Regions from separate parts of the Mus musculus genome. Here region 1 is linked to region 2. A link is a contact called in public promoter capture Hi-C data. All regions are on one chromosome and are shown on one strand. Each heading gives the region's core, a stretch centred on a gene start, on an enhancer-like site or on the middle of the called end of the contact. The rest is flanking DNA. Distances are from core to core; before and after follow the strand shown.

The links. Promoter capture Hi-C pulls out the DNA fragments that hold promoters and counts their contacts.
Region 1: a promoter capture Hi-C map of embryonic stem cells shows a contact between it and region 2, with 3 times the contacts expected there. The contact joins the promoter of Kdm4b here to the promoter of Lrg1 in region 2. A contact is called at or near these places in 14 of 39 promoter capture datasets (the 3T3-L1 cell line, the C10 cell line, the HPC-7 cell line and 9 more), 2 of 15 datasets of contacts at CTCF or cohesin (large pre-B cells and pro-B cells), 7 of 484 Hi-C or Micro-C datasets (the CH12 cell line, the G1E-ER4 cell line, embryonic stem cells and 4 more), 9 of 115 datasets of contacts at active chromatin or transcription factors (the HPC-7 cell line, embryonic stem cells, kidney and 4 more) and 4 of 9 other capture datasets (adipose tissue, liver, macrophages and 1 more).

The regions. Positions count from the first base shown.
Region 1 is chr17:56,323,307-56,328,929 of GRCm38.p6, forward strand. Kdm4b (lysine (K)-specific demethylase 4B) reads left to right here and starts at 2,744. Exons shown (of 23, transcript NM_172132.3): 1 at 2,744-2,923. Uhrf1 (ubiquitin-like, containing PHD and RING finger domains, 1) reads left to right here. Exons shown (of 17, transcript NM_010931.3): 17 at 1-180.
Region 2 is chr17:56,119,334-56,125,316 of GRCm38.p6, forward strand. Lrg1 (leucine-rich alpha-2-glycoprotein 1) reads right to left here and starts at 2,613. Exons shown (of 2, transcript NM_029796.2): 1 at 2,528-2,613; 2 at 345-1,611. The coding sequence starts at 2,553. The coding sequence ends at 609. It overlaps Sema6b (sema domain, transmembrane domain (TM), and cytoplasmic domain, (semaphorin) 6B), which reads right to left. Exons shown (of 17, transcript NM_001130456.1): 17 at 3,752-5,584. The coding sequence ends at 4,668.

The DNA of each region.
Region 1 (5,623 bases), core at 1,494-3,993, 200 kb after region 2:
TAGGTTTTGTTTCTTTTGTAACTTTACCAAAGTGTGCAGGTGTGTCTCATGGAAACTAAACCATTTACTACAGGCAGACTGGACAGCACAGTTCTAAGGGTTGTGTTTTGTTTTGTGTGGGGTATTTTTTCCTTGTTAGATTGTTAACATATTGCAATAAAATAAAATTCTGGCCGGGCAGTGGTGGCGCACGTCTTTAATCTCAGCACTTGGGAGGCAGAGGCAGGCGGATTTCTGAGTTCGAGGCCAGCACTTAAAAGGCAGAAGCAGGTAGATCTCTTGAGTTCACGAAGCTAGCCTGGTCTACAAAGAGTTCCAGGATAGCCAGGTCTGTTAACAAGAACCTTGCCTCAAACAAAAACCACTCAAATACAGTGGGGTATGGTTATATTCTCAGCACAAAACATCCAAGGCTGACCTGGAAATCCGAGATCTGCCGGCCTCTTCCTACTGCTACAACTAAGAGCATGGGCCACCCTATCAAAGATGTCAGAAAATTTATGATTAGAAAATTTATTTCAGAAGTTTATTTTAGCAAATCATGAATGTGAGTGGGTACCTGTAAAGGCCACAGGTGTTGGATCCCCTGGGGTTGGAGCTGGAGGTGGTTGTATGCCACTTGACATAGGTGCTGGGATTTGAACTCAGGCCCTCGGGAAGAGCAGTATACAATCTTAACCATTATGCCATCTCTCCAGCTCAAGGCAAGTGTCTATGCCACTGTGTAGACAGTCCTGAGAGCAGAGCAAACTTAACAAAATCCACTCCTGCCGGGCGTGGTGGTGCACGCCTTTAATCCCAGCACTTGGGAGGCAGAGGCAGCCGGATTTCTGAATTCGAGGCCAGCCTGGTCTACAAAGTGAGCTCCAGGACAGCCAGGGCTATATACAGAGAAACCCTGTCTCGAAAAACCAAAAAAAAAAAAAAAAAAAAAAAAAAAAAAAATCCACTCCTAAATTTAAAAATCTACCTGTCCTTCACACAGGTCACCTGCTCTGGAAAATGTGGTGGCAATGACCACATGGGATTCTGTTTCTGAGCACAGAATAGTACAGACATCCTGAAGGATAGAAAACAATTGCTTCCAGGCACTGAGTGCTAACAGGACTGATAGACATTGGAGTGTGTTTGTGTGTGTGTACTTGTATGTGTGCACTTGCACAGGTAGACATGTGCCACCTGTGGAGGTCCGAAGGACAAAGGACTCTTCCTCCACCCTGTGGGTCACACAAGTCATCTGGCTAGAAGGCAAGTTTACTGAGCTGTTTCACCTGAGACAGGGTCTTATGTAGTTGCCCTGGCTGGCCTCCAGCTCAATGTAACTAAAGATGATGGTGTAGTCCAAATTCTGAGTACATGGTGACTGGCGTGGGTGATGGCTGTTCTCTTTACATTGCACAATGAAGAGCAATGGAAACAATTCAAGACTCGTCTAGCTTGGAATAATTTATGTGTAACCTTGAGAGTTAGTGAATTAGCAACAGACTAGGGGGGTAGAACAAATATCTTGGGTGCACAAAGAACCTGCTCTAAGGAGGGTACTTTCCAGATGTTAGATATTAAAGTAGAAGGATTTCTAGTCTACCCCATAAAACAGGAATGTTGTCACCTCTGCTTGCTCAAGTATAGAAGCCGTAATGGTAGTTTGCAAAGCAGGCTCTGGATAAAAGAGCTTGCAGTGAAGCCTAACAACCCAGATGACAAACTCCAGAGTTGCCCTCTGACCTGTAGAGGTATATACCACACATATATACAAAATAATAAAAATTTAAAATTATAAATGCATATTGATGGGGATGATATCAGACCTTAACTAAATGCTCTTGAGTGCAGGGTGACTGGTGTGGTGATGCTGTTCCCTTCACATCGCACAATGAAGAGATGGAAACAATTGTGTGGAGCAGGGGCTTGGACACCTGTAGCTGGAATTTGGGTGCCCAGGCCTCCAATTTGCAATACGCTGAGCTAGAGAGTAGGACCTAGGACATTTTGAGAAGTAGATAATTGAATCCTCTTCCACTGAGTTATTGCAACGCTTTCCATGGGTACAGCTATCAGTTCAAGGTGGGGGGTGGGGTGGACCAAGTCGCGCACGTTTTAGGGAACTCATGAACGTTTGGGGAGGGCAATATGGAACGCTTTTGAGATCCTCTTACCCTAGTTCGGCCTTTTGCAAAGCTGGGCTCAAATTCTGACTCTAGATCTAGAACTACTGGGTTTCGAACCACTGTCTCCGGACCCAGAGCTGATGTTGTGCAGGAAATCACGTACTCAGCAGCCGCCCGATCACAGGGTGGAGTCTGGAGCAGCAAGACAGCGATTGACATTCAGTCGCAACCATTCGGCACCCAGAGACCGGTACCAAACACCAATCCGCGTTTGTCTCAGTAAAGTCTGAGAACGCGCTTGTCAATCTGCGTGAGCTCGGGGCTATCCTACACCCGACCGCAGCCGGATTGGCTGTGTGCATCTTGACGGGCATGCTTCGTACCCACTGAAAGCTGAGCCGGTCACTAGGCACGTGAGTGGGTGCCGGCACGTCCTCGGGGTTGGACCAATGAAGGGAAGAAATCGAGTGCCTGCTCCCGCCCCAGGTCGCGGAGGGCGGGGCCGCTCGGTGTTGATGAGGGGAGGGGTGGAGCTGTCAGCCGCCACCAATCAGCGTGCGGGCGTGGGCTGAATGCCCAATGGCGGCCGAGTAGGAGCCGTCGCCCCGCCCCTCTGAAGCTTCGCCTCCCCGCCCCGGGCTCTTGCTGAGGGCTCGGCCGCGAGCGAGCGAACCATCGAAGGAGCAAAGAGACCGGGCGAAGCTCGGAGCCCAGTGGCCGGGGCGAGCGAGTGAGGGCCGGCGGGGGCGACGCGAGACGGCCGGGCACGCGCCGCTCAGCCTGCTGTCTGCGGCCCGGGCCGCGCGTTGCGCCAGGTGAGTGAGTGTGCGATCCGTGGCGGCGCTCAGCAGCTTCCAGGCCCCTTTGGGGGGCCGCGCGGCCGCCATGCCTGCCCCCACGCCGCACCTTGGGCCGCCGCGCGCACTCCAGGCCGAGGCTTTGGCTGCGGCCTACTCGGCTCCTCAGGGCGGCGGAGTACGCCGCGCTTTTGTCCGTTCGGGCGAAGCTGCTGTTTGTTGATCGACAAAACGATTGTGTGCCTGGGAAAGGAGGGTGTGTTTTTTTGGGGGTGGGTGGGGGGGGTTGACGATGGGGCCGGACAAAGGCGGGGCGGGGGCGGGGCGCCGCGTCCCCTTTCCAGGGCACAAAAGATGACAGCGTGGGTGGCCCGGTCCAGCCATCCCTTCAACAACCCCAAATCCTTAAAAATAAAAAACCCACTCCAAGTCCCTGCTCCCCGCCGCTTGCATTTTGGTTCCCTTTGGTTTGGAGCTGTCCCCTCCAAACACTCACCCATCATGGCCTTGCAAACTTGACCCCCGCATGTCCAGAATCTGTAAATCACCATATAATCTGCATTTTAAAAATGAAAATAAATAGTACACGTATCTGCTATTGCAATGGCAGCCTTTCCACCTCGCTTCTGTACCCTGGTCTCTTTGCTTTCCAGCTCCCTTCTTTCTGTAAGCCATGAAATGTGCAGTTTTCCGCGTGCACACTAGTCCAGGGCATCCCGGCAGACAGGGAAGCTTGGCAAAGCTGGGGACAGCTGGGGGTGGCTTTCCTACTGCCATATCCTGGGGGGTTTTGGGGGTTCTGTTAGGGGTTTCGGTCAGCCAGCTGAGAGTATAAGGGATTCCAGGTTTGCAGATTTGATGCTGTAACTGGTGCGGTTTGGCCATTACGGTTCGGGCATCGCGGTTCCTTGTCCCATCTGTCTGAAAGGGGGGGGGGCGGGGCGGAGGATGGCATCGCTTTAATAATTAACACCTGGGGAAGTGTCTTGCCGGAGTAGTTGCTAGTTTTTTTCAACTATGGAGAGGATGGATCCGGTATGTTTCAAAAAGCAAAAAGAAAGAGTGTATCTTTCCCTGTAACCAAGTGGGATTTGCTCAGCCTGCAGCCTGGTGCCAGCACCTTCATAGGCGCTGAGGATCTTGGTTGCAGAAGGTTGGGGGGTCCGGGATGTCTCTGTGTCCCATTAGTTGTGTATCTGACAGTCCCCAGGCTGGAGACTGCACTGTTCCCCAAACAGCTCCTGCCTCAAAATGGGTTCATTACGTGGGTCTTCAGGGGCTCCTACCACTACCAGGAAAGGGCTAATCACTCTCTTTAATTCTCCAGTAATTGCTGCCTTCAGAGTCACCAAAAGGGCGTGTCTCCAGACTGGGCCAACCTTTTCTTCCCACCCTGCTCTAGCTGTAGTCAGCTTTCTTCTTCCCTTCCTTTTTTCCCCAAGCCTTGTGGGTGTTCTGTATCTAAACTTGTAGGGTCCCTATGCAAGACTCCAGTCAAACTTTTCATCCTCTCCCTAGGAGGGCAGGAAGCCTGACTGTCATGGGGTGTTTTGATGTTTGGGGTGGAAATGTCCTTGTGCCAGGTGCTCCATGTACCTGTGCATATCCAGGCGCACCTGTGAATGTGTGTGTTCTAAGCTGGGATTGTATAGGTCTGATTGACAAATGATTTTCTAATCCTTTCCTCCCGGGGAGAGGGCTGCTGAGGAGATATCATAGTACACTTTGTATCTGGAGACTCAGTTACAGTCTTGTAGATATTTGTCTGTAGCCTGTAGCCTGTCTCCTTCCCTGCCCCAGGGGCCCCTCTGTTTTCCCTGCCTGCCCAGCCCTTACTTAGACTTTCTGTTCTTGCTTCCCACCTCTGCTGGGCCCCTTCTCACATTGTCCTGGGAGCCCCAGCACTAGGTAGCCATCTGTCCCTGTGCTACCTGACACCTGTGGGGAGTCAACAAGCTGTCAGATCACTCAGGGGCCTGGGGCTCCTTGGGAGTGCTGGGAAGAGGCTGATCTGGCTAGCCCAGTATCCATAAGACAGTGAGGTGCTTGGGTATTCGAGTGCATGCGTGTGTGCTCACGCTTGTGGTGTAGAGGTGTGGGCTGTGATGTACTTCCTGATGGTTGTCTCTGGAACTGGAGGTGGGGTGGAGGGTTCAGGGCCTGGTGGCCTTGGGCTTGTCACTTGCTCCAGAAGCAAGATTTAGAGCCACCAGTCTGCCAAAGCCTCCTGGGAACAGGGGACAGGGAGTAGACTATAGCAGATGGCCTGCCTCTGGAGAGACCTGTCACTGCAGGGCCCATGGGGGGCAGGGACTGGGCTCTGCTCACCATACTTGGAGTTCAGGCTATGGTGGAATCCCAGAGGTCTGGATTGACATCCCTCCCTCAGCAGGTGCCTTTCCTGCTCTGTGCAGCATCCTGACTCCCTCTTTATCTATAGCGTTGGCCTCAGGTGGCCTTGAGGATCAAGAGCTAGGGGCCAGGAGTTTGGATGCTTTCTGCTCTGCACTAGTGTTCCCACTGGCTCAGTTCACTGTGACTTGGTCACCCCTGGGGTGGGCGTTCGTTGTACTAGATGTGCAGCTGGCCCTTACCCACACCTTGCTGGTACCTCACTTTCAGCCCTGTAGCTCCATCTGCCTATGTCCCAGCTACCGCTTCTCACTGCTCCCTTCACTCTGCCTTCAGTGACCAGTGGTTCTGTTTGCTCTTGCACCC
Region 2 (5,983 bases), core at 1,363-3,862:
GTGTAGCCCTGGCTGTCCTGCAACTCACTCTGTAGACCAGGCTGGCCTCGAACTCAGAAATCCACCTGCCTCTGCCTCCCAAGTGCTGGGATCAAAGGCATGCGCCACCACCGCCCGGCCAGAGATCCTGTCTTAAAACATAAGGCAGAGGGTGGGCCAGATGGCTCTGCGGGTGAAGGAGTTTGCTGCCAAGCCCAAGAACCCGAGTTTGAATCCCTAGCTGCCACACGGTGAACAGCTGGAACACACTCCTGCAAGGAGCCCTCTGACCTCCACAGGCTCACTGTGGTGCATGCGCACAAAACAAATGTACAACAAAAGGGAACTGCACAAACACCGAGCTGTTCAGTCAGCCTAGGAGCCGTTTTATTAACTGCTTTGGTGACCCCTGAAACAGACGTGTCAAAGCCAGATAAACACAAGGTGGCCTGGGGGCCGGCACAGGAAGAGTGAGAGGTGGAAGAGTTGTGGCGAGTGGAGAGGACCCAGAGAGGGAGTCCGAGAATAGCATTCCTGGCTGAGGGAATGAGGAATCTGCACACTGACATGGGACCACATTGGCTCAGTGGCGAGCGGGGTGCCCTTGGCCAGCACCCCAGCCATCATCCTCACAGGGACCCCAGCTCTGCCACGTCCAGCAGCCGCTGACCCTTCATGGCCTCGGGCCCCGCACAGCGCGTGTCGTTCTGTGAGAACATCTTGTTTCGGTTGGCGACCAGCCAGCGGCAAAGGTCCGCCAGGTTCTTGTCACAGATCCAGGGGTTGTGGGAGATGTCGAAGCCGTCCTGCATGTCGCGGGTCGGCCTCCCCAGGAACGCCCACAGGCCCGGGGGCGTGCTGGACAGAGAGTTATTGGACAGATCCAACATATCCAGGTGCTGTAGGCCCTGGAAGGAGCCGGTCGCCACCCCGACCAACTGGTTGTCATTCAGGAACAGGACGCGCAGGAACGGTTGGGGCGCAAGCAGGCTATCCTCCAGCCTCTGCAGTCGGTTCCCTTCCAGGTGCAGGCGCTGCAGCCGCCTTGGGCCCCGCAGGAGTCCCTCGGGCAGCGACTCCAGCAGGTTGTACCCAAGGTCGAGGGTGTGCAGGGCGCCGAGGCTGGCGAGGAGCCCGGAGGGCAGCGAACTCAGCTGGTTCTCCGCCAGGTCCAAGTGGCCCAGGGCGTCCAGGCCCTGAAGCCATTGCGCGCTCACCTCCCGCAGCTGGTTCTCCCTCAGGACCAGGGTGCTCAGGTTGGCCGAGGTGCTGAACAACCCGGGGGGCAGGCTGCGGAGAGCATTGCGGGTCAGATCCAGGGCGCGCAGCCGGGGCACGGGCGCCAGCAACTCGGGAGACAGCGCCTGCAGGCGATTGCTCGAGAGGTGCAGCTCCCGCAGACCCGGACACCCTTGCAGGGCGGCGGCGGGCAGCTGCGTCAGGTTGGAGAATTCCACCGACAGATGGACAGTGTCGGCAGGGAGGGAGCTCGGAAACTCGGTGGGACCATGGCAGGAGACGGTGCTACCCTCAGCCGACTGCAGTATCAGGCATTCCTTGAGGCTGGACACCCTGCCCAAGAGGGCCAGGAGAAACAGGGTTCTGGCAAGGCAGGTCTTGAGATCCTGGAGGCTGAGGTTAGTGAACCATGGTGAAAAATATCTCCCCTTCTTCCCGTCCCCGTGGCCACCACCCTAAACTGTACCCACTGAGTCCTTCCTCACCAGGACTGGAACAAGACGATCCTCATGGTTTGTTTCCTGAGTCTATTTTTGTCTCCTTAGCAGGGTGGGTGGGTGGCAGAGCCAGTGAGCTCCTATTTATTCTGCAAAGCCCCAGGAACACTATACCCTGGGTTTCATTCTCACAAAGCAGCCCCTGATCCACAGCAAAACTTACCTCTATGACTCTTAAACTTCCTGGGTCTGACCCCCTACACACTTCCTCCCCTGCTACCACCTCTAACAGGTTACCAGTTATTAAGTATTCCCAGTCCAAGTACCTAGTTACTTCTAACCTGGTTTGTATCCTGGGTCTACCCCTATCTCCCTAGTTGTCTGTTCAGAGGGAGAGTCAGTGGACTCGTGTTCACTCTGCAAAGCCCCAGCCACAATGCTTGGCTTTTCACCAGCCCTTTTCTGCCATTCTCAGGAAGGCAGAAGCTTCCAGATTGGCCTTATCCTTTCTTCGTCCAGCTCTCATATGGCTTGTGTGGTCAGCACTGGGTGTTCAGGGAGAACTCAGGGTCCAGGTGAACAGGAATTCTTCTGTACGCATATCTGGTCTCCACAACAGCCCTCAGAGGCCTGTCGGGGGCTTCCTGATTTGCAGTGGGTATGACCAAAGCCTCAAGCCTGGGACCTGGGACAGGGACCCTCTCCCATTCCTGCTCAGGGGGCCTCTGGCAGTCTGTCTGGAAGTAAGCCTGTTTGTACAGCCTGCAGGCCTGAATCTGTTCCTGGCCACCTCAGTGGATCAGACTAATGTCCCCATGATTGTGCTTAGCTTGGTGCCAGGTCTGCCCAGAACTGGTCAGGTAGAGACCTACCTTCCTTGATGCTGCCAAGAGACCATAGCTGCTCCTCTATGTCTGTCCTCAAGACCCCAGGAAGGTGGCTTTATATAGTCCCCACCCCAACTCTGCTCTGAGGCAAAGCAGGAAGAGCCCAGGGCCGGGTCAACATTGCTACATCCCTTCCTGGCAGTGACTGTGGCATCCTGCCCACCCTTTCCCAGACTTTCTGCAGCTTTTACTTCCTAGTTAAGGGTGAGGTGGGGATTGCTCTACCCAATGTCTCCTAGGCTGAGTCCTCTCCCACCAGGATCCAGGGACTGAGTTTGCAATAAGAGCAGGAACGTGGCTGCTCTTTGAGCAGGTGACAGGAAATGTGTTGGAAAAAAAAAAATCTCTGGTCTTGAACACCTGATGTGTTGTTTGCTTTTTATGCTCAAGTAGCTTTCCTACTGAACAAGGAGCAATGCCTGGCTCTGATTGTAAAGTCTTCCACAAGGAACCAAGCAGGTCTGGCTTAGGTTCTCTGGGACTCAGTTTCCCTGCCTGCACAGCTGAACTTGATTGTCAAGAGATTCTTTGGTGATTCCATCTACCTGAAGTGCAGTAGGTGCATATGTCTGTTGTGAAGACACACCTCACATGTCATCTCATTATAGCACAGGGTTGGAGTATGGAGGCTGGAGAATCACTTCGACTTTGACATCAGACTGGGCTACATACTGAGACTGTCCAACAACAAAACCCACAACAGCAAAATGCATTTCAAGGCTATGAATTTGCCTTTGAGGACACCTTTGGCTGTATCTATGTGTGATGTGCACACACACTTGCACAGGCTACAGGTTGATTCTGGGTGTCTTCCTCAATGGTTCTCCACATTGTCTACTGAGGCAGGACCTCTCATTAACTGGGCTAGGCTGACTTGCAAGAGGTCAGGGACCTTCCTGTGTCTGCTTCCCAAGTGCTAAAATTACAGGCATGTACCATTACACCTGGCCTTTTCTGTGAGTACTAAGGGATTCAAACTCAGGTCTTCTTGCTTGCACAGGAAGTGTTTCCCCTGCAATCAGCTAGTTCCTCCTTGTTGTCATCTCATCTTAAAGTTTTCCAGGTTGTCACCCCTTGACATGACCTCTCCTCTCAGTCTGGGATTCTAAGAGGCCAATCCCCCATTTGCCTGTGAGTGACTAAGAGCAGGATTTCCTTCCCAAGTATTTCCAATCACCCCCAACAAACAGCTGACCCAGAGTCAAGGGGGCCGGTGGATGTAAACAGAGTTTTATTGATGGGGATAGGGCTGGAGAGGGTCCTGGACTCAGCTGGCCACGTGGCATGCATGGTCAGCTGGTGGTCGAAGGGGATGTCACAAGTGGGGACGGGTGGCATGGGCCTCTCTGACCACCCCAGGGCTGTATTTACAGGGGCGTCTGCCCACCTCCACCCTCCCAAAACCCCCACAAGCCCTTTAGAAGCAGGTTCCCCCATCTCCCAGCCTGGACCCCCAGGTCCCCTCTGCAGGAGCAGGATTTGAACTCCAAACCGGCACCTTGAAGGCCCCATCCCCTGGGCTTCTTTTCAGAAGGCCCAACATTGGCTCAGCCAATGCCAGGGTCTCTGAGGGCGCCACCACCCACATTCTGAGTCGCACACACGCACACCCACGGCGGCCCTGTCTCACACGCATACGCACACACACACGCACACATACTTCTGTCCTGGGCCCTTGCACACAAACAGGCCATGCACACGGACACACACCCACACACGCAGGGACCCAGGAGCAGGGAGGGGGTCCCTTCTACGGAGGATGTGTTGAGGCGGGAAGGCTCATGTCTGCAGCTGCCTCCCCTCACCCCACGTCCTCAACCCCCACCCCGGCCGCCACCCCAAGTAAGAATGGGGCTGTGCAATTTCTTAGAAAAAAAAAAAAACTCAAAATAAACAAAAATCAAAGTCTATGCGCAGGTAAAAGGTCAGCCTCCTCCCGCCCACCCCGGGGCTTCGTGTCCTGCATCCTCCGGGATGGAGGGGGTTCTTGTGCTTCCCTGTGGCGAGGGGATCCCCACGCGCGTGGGTGAGGAACAAACGCGCCCCACTCGGCGCCAGTAGGGCTCGGTGACCTGGGCTGGCGCCCGGGTCGCTGTGGTTGGCACCGTCGAGGCATCCGCCTGGCCTAGGGTACCGGGGGTGCAGTCCGCTCGCCCGTCCCGCAGGGCAGCAAGTGTGTAGAGTCCGCGGGTGGGTGGCGGCGAGGACGATGACCCCCGGGCCGAGCCTCGCCGCTGTTGAATGTGTGTGTGCGCCGTAGGGCGGCTGTGGGGGGCCCGTGGGGACCCGGCCTCCGCAGGCTGCTGGTTGCAGGTGGGCTCCATGGCCCGGGCAGGCCGTCGCCCACCGAAGGGTCCAAGGGGCCCGTGGGTGCGGACACCACCCGCCGGCGGTCCGGGCTGGCGTGGGGCGTGAGCGGGAAGTCGCCTGGGTGAGAGGCCCGGCAGGATCTGGGGGCGCAGAGGCGAGATTCCGGGCCCGGCTCGGCTGGCACCTGGGGCTGCTCAGAGGCGCGGGCGGGCGCCAGTAGGAGCAAGGAGGTGGAGGCTGAGGCCGACAGCAGCGCGTGGCTGTGGTCCCAGGCTCGAGACCCCAGGGCGTGGGCGTGTGGGTGTGGCGTGGGCAGGCGTTTCTGGGGTAGAGGCGTCTGCTCTGGGGTGGGCAGCAGCCCCGTGTCCAGGTCGTGAGGGCCACCATGCAGCAGCGCTGCCTTTGTCCAGCCATTCTGCATAAGCGGGGCCAGCAGGGCCTCCGGGGGACCTCCGGGACCGCCGCCGGCTCCTCCACGACCCCCGGGCCCGGTCCCCCTGCGCTCGCCTAGTCGGCTCACGCTCAGAACTGCCTCGCTGCCGCCGTGCGCCAGAATGGCCTCCTTGTCCTTGCGCCGGGCCAGCTCCCGCCGCTCGCGGAGACCCACGAACCAGCCTACACTGAAGCCGGACACCACGGCACCCACCACGAACGCTGCCACCGAGGACGTCACTAGCAGGTTCACCGACACCAGCCCTGCGCGGTCATCTGAGAGGCTGGCGCGCAAGAGTCCTGGGGACAGATGGGGAGAAAGTGGCAGTGCGATTTCCGCCTTGGAAACCAGTCTGAAAGTCTGCTAGATAGGCACTGAGCCAGGCTCTATTCTAGGCGGGGTTCCGTCCATGATACGCCTCATGCCTCTCACAAGGGAATTCTAGGCAAGGACTCTATGCCATGACCCTTTTGCGTGTTTTTTTTTTTTTTTTTTTTTTTTTTTTCTATTAGGTGGATCTCATTTTCACCCTTCCTTGCAGCAGCCACCAGAGGGCGACCGTGAGCACTGGGTGAGCTCAGCTTTCCATGGCTTCCATCTAACTAAGGAAGTCTCCCTCCATCCCCAGGATTGAGTGTCCACCCTCTATCTCCAGGACTGAGTGTCTCTGGCTTGTGTCACACAGCACACAGAGGATT